Linked DNA regions of Gossypium arboreum: region 2 is linked to region 1. Evidence: chromatin contacts called from public Hi-C data. All regions are on one chromosome and are shown on one strand. Each heading gives the region's core, a stretch centred on a gene start, on an enhancer-like site or on the middle of the called end of the contact. The rest is flanking DNA. Distances are from core to core; before and after follow the strand shown.

Region 1 (5,953 bases), core at 1,856-4,355:
ATTAATATTTTTGGTTGTATTTTTTATGCTAAATTTGTTATTTTTGGCTGCATTTTATATTATATTTGTTGTATTTGGTTGGATTTTAATGCAGGAAGGGCTGGATATTAGTGAAAAAAATATATAGCAAATCTGTCAAAATTAGCGGCGTTTGCCATAAAAACGCCGCTAGAAGCCGTGACTTTTAGCGGCGCTTTTCCAAAAAAGCCCGTTAAAATCCATGACTTTTAGCGGCGTTTTTTTTAAATAAACGGCACAAAATTTTGTGGCGGTACCTATAGCGGCGTTTTTTGCGGCGTTTTAAGAAGCGCCGCAAAAATTTTTAGTGGCGCTTAAAAGCCTGCTAAATGCTAAAAAAAACGCCACTAAAAGTCTATTTTGTTGTAGTATTTTTTTTTATAATTTTTAATAACTTATTTAATTAAATTAAGTGAAATGATCAAACCAATAATTTGATTTGTTCACCATCAATTTATTATAAAAACTTTATTTTTAAGTACTATTTTTATATTTATCTTGTCCTTGTAGACACTATATTTTGTACAGACCTACTAATTTAGTTTTACTAATTTAGATTGTATGTAATTCAATTTTTAATTTGTGAATATCAAATTATATAAAATAATAGTTTTTAATTGATCGATTTTCTTTATCTTAATTTCAAATAAATATGAATCATAGTATTTGTGAAGTCAAGATTTTTGTTGAATCGAACTAATTTGATTAGATACAATTAATATTTATAAAAATATTTAATTTAATTATTAAAAATATTTTATTCTTTTGAGTTTTGACATATAAATTAAGAATAAATAAATTTATACATTATAGACTAGATTACCAATATATTGATACTATCGTTTTATATATATATAATGTTAATCTCACACATTTATTAATTATTTTTATTAAAATATATATCATGTTAATCTCACAAATTTATTTTTAACATGCCACATCAGTTTATCGTTACACGTTAATAGAAATTAACGACTTGAAAACTAAAATATTATAACGCGATAACGTAAGTAATTAAAATGTAACTTAAAAAACAAAAATAAGTATTTTAAAATTTACCCAAAAATATAATTTCACCACCTCTATTTTAATTTTAAAACCTCGTTTTTTATAAATATTCAAACATCAATAAGTTGATTTTTTATTTTTAACCGAGAATTAGTCCCGGTGTGAATAATGTGCTACCGCTTAACGAGGAGATTCTCGGGCATAAGCGAAAACCTTTCCCTCTAAAAATCATTCAAATATATATTAATAAATTAAATAAATAAAACATATCGGATATTCAGTCTGCTTTATCAATAAAAGGCATGTAAATACATCTGCTACGTTCAGCATACTTATACGATTACATTCTTCAATTAGTGTAAAAATTTTAAATCAAAAAATTAAACCAATATGCCATTCCCAAAACATCATCGCAAAGTGTTATTATCATATATGAAATTACCAACTCAAACAACAACATATCAACTCAGACTTGCTTATATCTCCTGATAAGTCGTGTTGCAGGTTGAGTTAATATTTAAACCATAAATATGTCCCAATTTTTCTTGTTTGGTCTCCAAGTATGTTTTGTTGTCTTTAGTTATTGGGTTCAATAATGGAAGCCTGTCGGAAATCGCCAAACCATAACCTTTAAGACCGACGTACTTTGCTGGATTGTTTGTCATCAGACTCATTGTATGAACACCAATATCTCGTAGTATCTGCAGAAAATCGAACACTACATTCAGCAATTTAACAGTGCGAGCAAGTGAAGGAAACTGTGTTTTATAGAATTCAACACTGCACATATGGTGTAGGTAACAAAGACAAATGGCTAAAGAAATCTTACTTGTGCACCGATGTCGTATTGCCGAGAATCAATAGGTAAACCAAGCTCTTCATTGGCCTCAACTGTGTCGTGTCTAAAGGTGAGCATGGGTCGAGCCACCCGGCCCGGTTTGAAAGTCCGCTCAAAATGTGGAAGGGTTTGGACAAAAATATAGGCCCGAAAAATGGGTTTGGACAAAAAAATAAGGCCAGTTTAAAAAAAGGGATGGGTCTCGGGTAAGGCATTTTTGGCCCAGGCCCGACTCGGCTCGAATTCACTAAAAAATAAAAAAAATTAATTTTTTAATATTATTTTCTTGTTATTTTCTCCTTATTTTGCTACCATTTTATTATTATATTGCTACTATTTTGTTGTTATTATTTGGATATTGTGTAAAACTTATTTTATTGTTAATTTTGTTATTATTTTAAAGACATTTGTTAATTTTGTTATTATTTTAGAGACATTTGCTTGTTAAGTTGCATCTATGTTAGTGTTATTTAAGTATACATATTTTTTAAAAAAATTTAATTTTTGGGAAATATTTATTTTGATGTTTTTATTATTTTTTATGTATTATATATATTTTAAAATTATATAAAAATTAATATGGGCGGGTCAGGTCGAGTTGGGGCAAAATTTTAAGCCTATTTTTCGAGCAGAGCCGAGCTTGAAGTCTAACAAACGGGCCTAAATTTTTAGTCGAACCTGACCCGACCCGTCCCATGCTCACCTCTAGTCGTGTCGATCATCTTGTAGTTATAAGCATAAAGCTTGTGGCCTAAACCGATCCCTCTACCTTCATGTCCACGAAGATAAACTAATACACCCCGTCCACTTGCCTCAATTTGCTTCATTGCTAGTGCTAACTAGTTTCCACAATCACATCTGGCAGACCCAAATACGTCGCCGGTAAGGCACTCGGAGTGTACCCTCACGAGAATATCTTGGCCATCACTAATTTCACCCTGCACGTTACGCAGTCCAGTCGTCAACGTCCTACTCATACAACCTGGTCAGACTGATAAAGTTTTCGCATGTGGCTAATGACACAACAAACTATAGTAACGGCATATAAGAATACTTTTGAATTCCCAGATTTTAGAACTGGTTAGTGTTGCTTACTAAACAAAAATAAGAAACAGATAAGGTAGTGAATATTCAGATGAAATACTGACTTTAACCATCGCTATGTGCTCAATCCCATCTAGCAATGACCTATAACAGTATGCTTTAAATGGACCCTACATTGTGGGTATCAACGCAGCAGCAGCCAGCTCCACCAGCCTCTCTCTTTTCCTTCTATATCTGTCAATTATTGTAATATAAATAACTTCACTAAATGGGTCACTTTGATAGCCAACAAATGGAAGAATAAAGATCAGTTGTGATGATGATGATGTTCCTCCATAGCTGCTATAAAAGAGTTGGTCACCGTTCTAACACGTTTATGTTCACCTTCAAAGAAACATTTTCCCTATACTTAAGTCATAACCTTATAAACACCAATGCTTTAGTTTGAGTAGACTTAAGTGGTAAGAAGAGCAAGTAAAGGCCCTAACTTTAACAACAAGATCACCCCTTAGGAAAAAGGATACTATCAGTGTACCTGATTATATCAGCGATAGAAATAATCTTCAATTTTTCAGCCTGAGCGAATTCACGAAGCTTTGGCAACCTAGCCATTGAGCCATCATTATCCACAATCTCACATAAAACTGCCACAGGTTCTAGCCCAGCTAATACAGCTAGATCAACAGAAGCTTCTGTGTGCCCAGCTCTTTTTGGCACCCCTCCCTCCCTGTACTTCAGGGGAAAGATATGACCTGGGCGATTGAAATCTTCGGGTTTTGAGTCTTTAGACGCCAGTGCCAGTACGGTTGTCGCCCTATCACAAGCAGAGACACCCGTTGTTGTACCATGCTCTGCATCCTGTATGAAATCAATGTAGTTTATCTCCAAACAAGGATACCAAGCACAACAATGAAACAAGAATCCACCATTAAATGAAAGTCTCATATTGTAATAAAAACCCTCGTATTTTGGCAAATATAAAAGGTGTAGCTTTCACATGTACTTTGAATAAAGCGAAGAACATACCACTGACACAGTGAAAGCCGTACAAATTTTTTCCTCATTCTCCTTCTGGGTTACCATTAATGGTAGCTCTAACCTCTCCAAATCTTCAGCTTTCATGCTCACACAAACAATTCCAGTTCCATGCTTGACAATAAAGGCCATGGCCTCAGGAGTTGCCATTGATGCTGCCATTATCAGATCACCCTCATTTTCTCTATCTTCATCATCTACAACAATTACTAACTGCAAATTTTCCTCAATTAGCAGTGTGATAATAACATCGAATTCAAACATGTAACTAGGATAAACAATCCTTTCCTTGACGAATATCTTCAATGGCTTCCTGGATGGAAGCAAACCCTTGTGTAGGATGACCCAAGTCGTATTCATCAGCAAAGAAACCATTAGTCACAAGAGTTATTTCGGCTGCAAGTGTTTCGAAACTTATGGCATTAGGCTGTACCTCAATCCCAGCTTGCTGGTCAACAAGTCCATCGACAAAACTAGCCTTCCCTACAACAACTCCAATACTCTTAGGATAAGATAGCACATCCCCTTCTCCTGATACCAAAGCAGCTCTGACTTTACCACACCCATGAAACTCGAGCCCATCTTTCTTGTACAACTACTTGCAAACAGAAAAGGGTTGCACCTATTTGCTGTAGTTACTAGATTCCCATAATCGTACCGTCAAAATTAAACAGAAGGATAAAAAGAAATGAACCATGAATACTTACCACCAAAATATATAGCTAAGGAAATCCAAACCCAAATATTAAGAAAGAATACTTAAGAAATTGTTTTACTTTCATAGTCAACTAGTCCTGTTTCCTTATATAACACACTTTAAGAAATGGTCTCAGAGAACTCAGTTAACAATTTTCTGATATTTAAATGATGAAAATTATCAACCTTTATTCCAATTAACCAAAGATTCCAAAGCATACAAAGGAAACCCCTGAAGAAACATTATTTAATTAAAATTTACATATTAAACATAATTGGAAAAACAAAAATGTTATGGGAGAAAAAGAAAGAAGTTAGTGTAAATTGGAGAGAGCCATTGAGGAAGAATTGAGATTAATGATATGAAAGAAAGTTTAGAGCTTTATTGGAGAATCATGGTCATAGCCACCGCCATGAAGTGGGGAAGAGCGAGGAAAAGCGCTGAGTTTTGTGTGGATGATTCAAAATTTGAGCTGACGTGGATCTTTTTGGATAATTATTTCTCATTTACCACCTTCATATCCTTGACTTTGTCTTTATGAAATGATCCTAAAGGATCGGATTTTGGGTAAGGTATCTAATAATAGTATTTATTTTGTTTTAAGTTTAATATTCAGTCATTGATTAGGGTTTCATCATTTCCTGTAATCTTCGAAATTTTAAAACTTTTAAAAATTTATTAACCTACCTGAATTAATCTCGTTTGATTCATGACAAATACTATAGTAATATTCTTTTCTTTATTTTAGTTCAAATAAATTTAAAAGAAAACAAAAATAATAAATAAAATACAATACCAACACTAACGTAATAACAAACATTACCGTAAAACTAATATTCGTGGCAACAAAATGACATCAATATTATTTTTCAAAATATTCTTCCTTTCACCCATTGTACCATTTATTTAAAATTTTTACACATATAATATATTCTTTATTATTTTTAATTACTTAATTTAATTATTTTCATTTGAACCAAATTAACTAACTTTTACAAATTCCTAACTAAATTAATTTCAACAAACAACTAATTCGATTCGAATAGAAATTGCAGGTGATTTTTAATATATATTTAACATGAGTGTGAAGATGTCATTATTTGAAGAATTTTGAGATAGATGAAAATTTTAAAGAAAATTTCGCACCACTCCAACCACTTAAATTTTATCATCAATTTTTTACTTTGTCAAATTTGTAAATTTAATCCTTATATATTTTAATTTGATTATTTTTAGTCTTTAAATTTTTAAATTTTTAAATTTTAATCTTCATCAAATTATAACTATTAAATTCGTTTAGTTAAATTCTACTA
Region 2 (5,953 bases), core at 2,018-4,517, 95 kb before region 1:
GAAGTCAAAAAGGCGAGAATATTCCCTTCTTTCTCTGTTTTGTGAATCTCAGCAGCCATCCTCAAGACATCAGAAACGTATGTCGCAACCATACCAGAACCAGAAGTTCCCTCAGTTGCACAAGGAACATACTTAATATCAACAGGAAAGTTTCTACCCTCCAAATGAAAGATTCCACACCCAAAAAAGTAGTCTGACAGTTGATTGGCATTAGCTGTTGCAGACATTATTACAAGCCTTAAATCAAATCTTCGGCCAAGTAAATCTTTAACCAATGCCAAAAGAAGATCAGTGTTCAAACTTCTTTCATGGGCCTCATCAACGATGATGCAAGAAATGCCGGACAAATTCTTATCCTTCATATAATGCTGCAGTAAACAGTGGTCAGTCATATATATCACCTTTGAATCAAACTGCTGAGAGGATGAAAATGTTGGATAACAAATGACTGAGTTATCACTGTAGCACCCAATGCTTTCTTCTCTAACTCTTTTTGCTAATGAGATGGCAGCAATCTTTCGTGGCTGAGTACATACAATTGACTCATTTGCAGCAATTCCTGAATCAGAAAGAAACTGAACCAGCTGGGTGCTCTTTCCTGAACCAGTCTCTCCAATCAACACCATTACCTGGGCATTGAATAGTTGTTCGAGAAAATCAAAGGAAAATATCTACATTATAATAAGATATAAACAACAAAAAAACATAGGAACAAAATAAATAGAAATCTAATGAGAATATCCTAAAAATCTGGCAGTTATTATCTCATATTGCATGGGGAGATAAATGAATCTTTTTTTTATAACACCTAGGATTTTTTAAATGTGGCCGCAATTTTAGCGGCTGCTTCCTACTTGCTCATTTCATCCTATGATAAGTTTTCAACCTTCTTAGTATTTAAATATTTTGCATCCATTTTCCATCTCCAAATACCATCCGAAATCCTAATTCCAGCAATTGAACCGAAGCTCATGCAATTCTCTGGAAACTACCCTATGTGTCATGTAATTAGTATTGAGTTCCTAAATAATTTCATCAAATACAAGTTTAGAATCCAAACAGTAGCAGAAATTTAAAAGTTCCAGAGAATGGTCAAAATATACAGTCAATGTAAAGAAAATAACCCTATGTTGAATTTCACATGGCAAGAATATAAACTTACTTACAAAGGTTTTACACTTTGTTGCACTTAAACTACATTATAATTAGAATTAAGCACCAAGAAAGATAGGGAAAAAATGAATACAAATGAGCAAAGAGAATATCCTAAAAATCTTGCAGTTATTTTCTACTACCGCATGGGAAGTTAAATGACTCTTTTTGTGTGTGTGTGCACGTGAGAGATTGATGACACCATGAATTTGTTAAGCCTCACTGCCAATTTAGCTGCTGATTCCTACTGGCTCATTAGTGGCTCTTACCCAGTGTTTTCAACCTTTATGATATCTCAATATTTTTGTATCCACTTCCTAGCTCTAAATACCATCTCAAATCCTAATCCCAGCACTTGAACTGCCTGCTCGTGCAACTGTCCATAGACTATCCTATATGTCATCTAATTAGTATTGAATTCCTCACTAATTTCACTAAACACAAGGATATTATCCAATACGGTAGCAGAAATCTTAAAAGTCCAGAAGAGAATTTATAGTGTTACATGTTCATCTAACTATAAATATGGAAGTCAACGCTGAATCATAAGTTAACATCTTTAGGTATAACCTTCTCTATTTTCAATTAATTAACACATGACATAAATGAACACAAAATAATATACAGACAATGTTAAGAAAATAATCGTTTGTTGAGTTTCACATGCTTTTTCAAGTCTTTGAACTCTAATTACACTGTCAAATTATAAGGTGATAATCCTTTGAAAGAACACATCTCGTGCATATATGATGATGGACTTTTTATCTCCAAACCAGCTTTCACATTCTTAAATTGCATCACTAAGGTTTTACAATATATATGATGATAATCCAAACCTATCTACCAAAACAGAAAAATGGAGGAGAAATAAATGATTACCTGTTGACCATGTATTCTAGTAAGAATTTCTTGCCTATAAGCATAAATAGGCAAACCATCTTCCAACCTTCTACATTCCCTCAAAATCAGTTGATGGATTAGCTTCCAATCAAGCTCTCCTTCAACCCTGTAAACCTTCACACCTTCATCCCCTTCCTCATTCCCAATTTCCCAAGTTTCCAAGCACCTCAACAAGCTGCTCATCCCTCCCTTAAACTCCTTCAACCGCTTCGAAATCGTAGACCTTTCCGCCTTTAAAGCTTTCTTCTTGTCATCCAACTCATAAAACATTCCCAGCGAATATTTCCTCTTACCCATTTGTCCAACCAAGTCAGCGATCTCATCGGATTTTTCATTGATTTTTTCCTGCCACTTCCTAACCAGTGCCCCTTCCATCAATCCCGTTATATGGCTCGAGAAAAGGGTTTTAAGGTTTTGATTGAGCTCCACCGTGTCAGAAGGCACGATGACGTTGGAAATAAGCTTGGGAGTATAATGGATGGACCCATCAAGGCGGGAACGCCATAAATGGATAATTGAAGAGAGGGTTTTGCTCCATTCTTGGAAAATTAGGGAAGCGGCGATTTTACCAGTGGTGTAAATGTGAGAGTTTTGGGGGGATGGGTCGAGTTGGGAAATAAGAGTTTGGAGGTCGTCCGGTTTGGAAGGAGAGGAGGAGAAGTCATGGACGAGTTGAATTATGAAGTTTGGGCAGTGAAGGGCGTTGGAGTTGACGGAACCATCGGTGGTGGATGCTGGCGGCGGAAAACGGCGGCGGTAGTATTTTTTGTTGACAGCCTGAAAATTGGGTACACAACGGAAATTGTTTTGGTAGCTAGATTGTTGGTGCTGGCGGTGGGGGTACGGTTTATGGCCACCCGGCGGCGGCGGGTGACGGTGGTTGGAGGATGAAGAGAAGTTCTTCATGGCATAGAGAAAACAGAACAAAATCTAGAAATTTCAGCTGTTTTTATTTTATTATTTCAGTTTTTATGGAAGTTGAAGCAGAGAAGAAGAAAGTGAGTCACTGAGTGAGCGAGCAAGCATGTAGAAGACAAAAAAAAGAAGAGGAAAATAGAAAAAGCAGTGTTCTTTTTAAATTTCTCTCTCTCTATATATTTAAAAATTAGGGTTTAAGACATTTCAATTTCTAGAAAATGAAATTTGAGGGAGTTAGGATTCCTGTTAAACATAGTAGTCGTATTGGTCAAGGAAGTATTATTTTACGAGTTAATTTCGATGTATTAATACTATATTAGATTCGTGTCATATGTTATGGAAAATATATGTAATAAATATATTACTAAAATTGATAAAAATTTTAGATATTATTAAGAATTATAATAAGTTGAAATTTAGGAAATTAAGAGATTATTTTTCTTGTATAATTTCATTTATATATATATTTTTCTAGGTTTGAGGGTAAATGATGAAAAATACAATATGATTTTTTCTCTTTTTTTTTTACTTTCACAATAGTAGTTACTCTCTTATTTTCTTTTCTTGTTTTCTCTTTCTTTCTCAAATTAACATAGTATTAAAATCACTTAAATCTCATCGCTGCTACCATTAAAATACCTAGTCTTAGCCAACCCTTCAATCAAGACCCTATCACTAGAATCTACACGTGTGAGCCATACATGCCACTACACCTTTTTTGCTTCTCTCCCACACGCCGACATGTAAGAGTGTGTAGGGCCTCATCCAACTACCATTTGTTGCTGCGAGTCTTTTTGGAGTGTCACCCGGCCTTGGCCAACTTCACTGGTGCTATCATTGCTCATTTTCGTTAATGTTTGATTTTTCTCTCTTCGTTTTCTACTATAGATCCTTCAAGTTCTATGAAATCAATCTTTTCTTCAATTCTAGCCATTACTACTATCAAACTTCAAGGAAATGATAATTATATTTCTTGGGTCACATTGGTTGAATTATGGTTTATAGACCAAGGGTATAAAGATCATCTAGAGATAGAGGCCTAAAATATTGATGAGAAAGATAAAGAGGCGTGGATTAAGATTGATGTACAATTATGCAGTTTATTATGGCATTCTCTCGAGTTGAAATTGTTCACTTTATTTTAGTCGTATAAACCTATTATAAAGTGTGGAATAAGGCTAAAAGGTTATATACTAATGGTGTTCAACGTATATACAAAGTGGAGACAGATCTGGTTCATCTATAGCAAAATCAACAGGATATGGTTAGTTATTTGGGACAAGTGGAGACCTCGAAAAATGAATTTAATTGTCTCATGCTTATCTCTGAAAAGTTTCTGATCAGTATAATAATGGGACAAGTTTTTTATAGTGTTAGCCTTTATTGAACTTAGAGCTTATTTGGCTCAAGTTCGGGATCAAATTATTTCCACTCTAGTGATTCCTACACTTAATGTAACGCCCTGATTAATTTATCCCTGTTTATGTAAATATTTGACACAACTATGTATCTATTTCAGTGGTTAAGTGTTCTGGGTTTGTGTGAGAGGTCTTGAGTTCAATTTTCACCTTGGAAATTTTTGTTATTTTTCTAATTCTAGCCTTACCCTTGTTAAGTGGGTTTATATTACATTGTTTGTTAATCCATATCAAAATAAGTTTGCTGGTTCGAGTGGTAAGGGAGTTGGTGTGTTGGAGGTCCTGTGTTTGAATCCTTGTGCGAACGAGGATGATATTTTTGCTCAGTTATGTGATAGAGTTTTGGTGGAACTGAAAGTCTGAGAAGGTTAAGTTAGTGGGGTAGTGGAAGAAAATCTGGGGACTTGTGGTCATATCTGCTTATTTTATTTTATTTTTATTTTTTTCTCCAAAATCTCTTCATCTTTTTCATGACGTTCATTTTTCGTTCTCTACAATTCTATTCCCTTTTGTTTTTCAATTCTATCATCATTCTTTAACTCTTGTCATTTCTTTTGGAACCTCGGTGCTCCTCACTCGGTTAAGGTAAGAAAGGTTACGTCTGTTGGGTTTCGTTTTCCTATAATGTGGGTGTTTTCTTTTTGAAGGCATTGGTGTAATCATGTGATCTAATTATTTTCTGTGATTATTTTGGTGTAGGAGAGGACGTGGTAAGATTTGTTCAGGCGATCTAAACCGTGTTAGTATTTGTTCTTGTCACTAGTAAGTTTCATACCTTATTTCAAGATTTTGTGTTGTCTCGTAAATTGGGTACTAAGTGGTTATTGGATTACTGTTTCTTAAGTTTCAGAGGGCTAGGGGTTGCTTTTACTGCGAAAATGTACCAGGTGTGTACCAAAACGCAGAATAATGAGTTTCGGCAAAAGTTGAAAAACTGTTCTGTTGAAGCCACACGGGCGTGTGGTCACCCGTGTGGTTGGCCGTGTACGAGACACGACCATGTGGTCGATAAATGTATGCCATGTGTAAGACACGATTGTGTGGTGGTGTGAGTGTGGCCGCGTGGGCCACACAGGCTAGGCCAAGTTGGGCGTGTGGGCCCATACAGGCGTATGGGTTTTGGGCCAGGTCGTGTGGGCCATACGGGTGAGGCCAATTTGGGCGTGTGGGCCCACACAGACATGTGGGCCATATTTCTGAAATTTTCCCTAGGGTCGCATGGGTTGCTCCAATCGACTATAGGGTCGGTAAGGGCTAATTAAACCTTATTTTGTATGCTATTATATTCTGATAGACTGATCTGAGTAGGATGCTAAATGTATGCTTGACTGAACTACTATATGTATGTCTATTATCTGTATATAAGCATATTGAACATGTTTAATCTGTTATATCTGAATCTGATTTTTGCATCTGTTATTGGGGATGGAATTTGTAAATGAGAAAGAAGTGTTCTGTGTGGCAATCATTGCCTATACTCTGGCAGCTTGGCTGCACATTATCTGACTTGTGTCGTATTGACACAATATTGGCACGAATATTGATCTTCGTTCTGGGTATCATCA

The links. A called contact is a pair of places that touch in the nucleus more often than the background predicts.
Region 2: a contact with region 1 is called in a Hi-C map of leaf, with 2.4 times the contacts expected there. The contact joins the promoter of LOC108489338 here to the enhancer-like site in region 1. A contact is called at or near these places in 2 of 5 Hi-C or Micro-C datasets (both in leaf).

Annotation. Positions count from the first base shown.
Region 1 is chr10:17,451,528-17,457,480 of ASM2569848v2, reverse strand. It overlaps the pseudogene LOC108488309. Among protein-coding and RNA genes, the nearest start is that of LOC128282715, 49 kb to the left of the region's middle. Within about 2 kb of position 3,105, at least 2 of the 2 cell types and tissues checked have an H3K27ac peak or open chromatin away from gene starts, as enhancers often do. A contact at or near this core is called in leaf, where this site is marked.
Region 2 is chr10:17,546,275-17,552,227 of ASM2569848v2, reverse strand. It overlaps LOC108489338 (ATP-dependent RNA helicase DEAH11, chloroplastic-like), which reads right to left and starts at 3,267. Exons shown (of 3, transcript XM_017793811.2): 1 at 2,032-3,267; 2 at 1-629. The coding sequence starts at 2,958.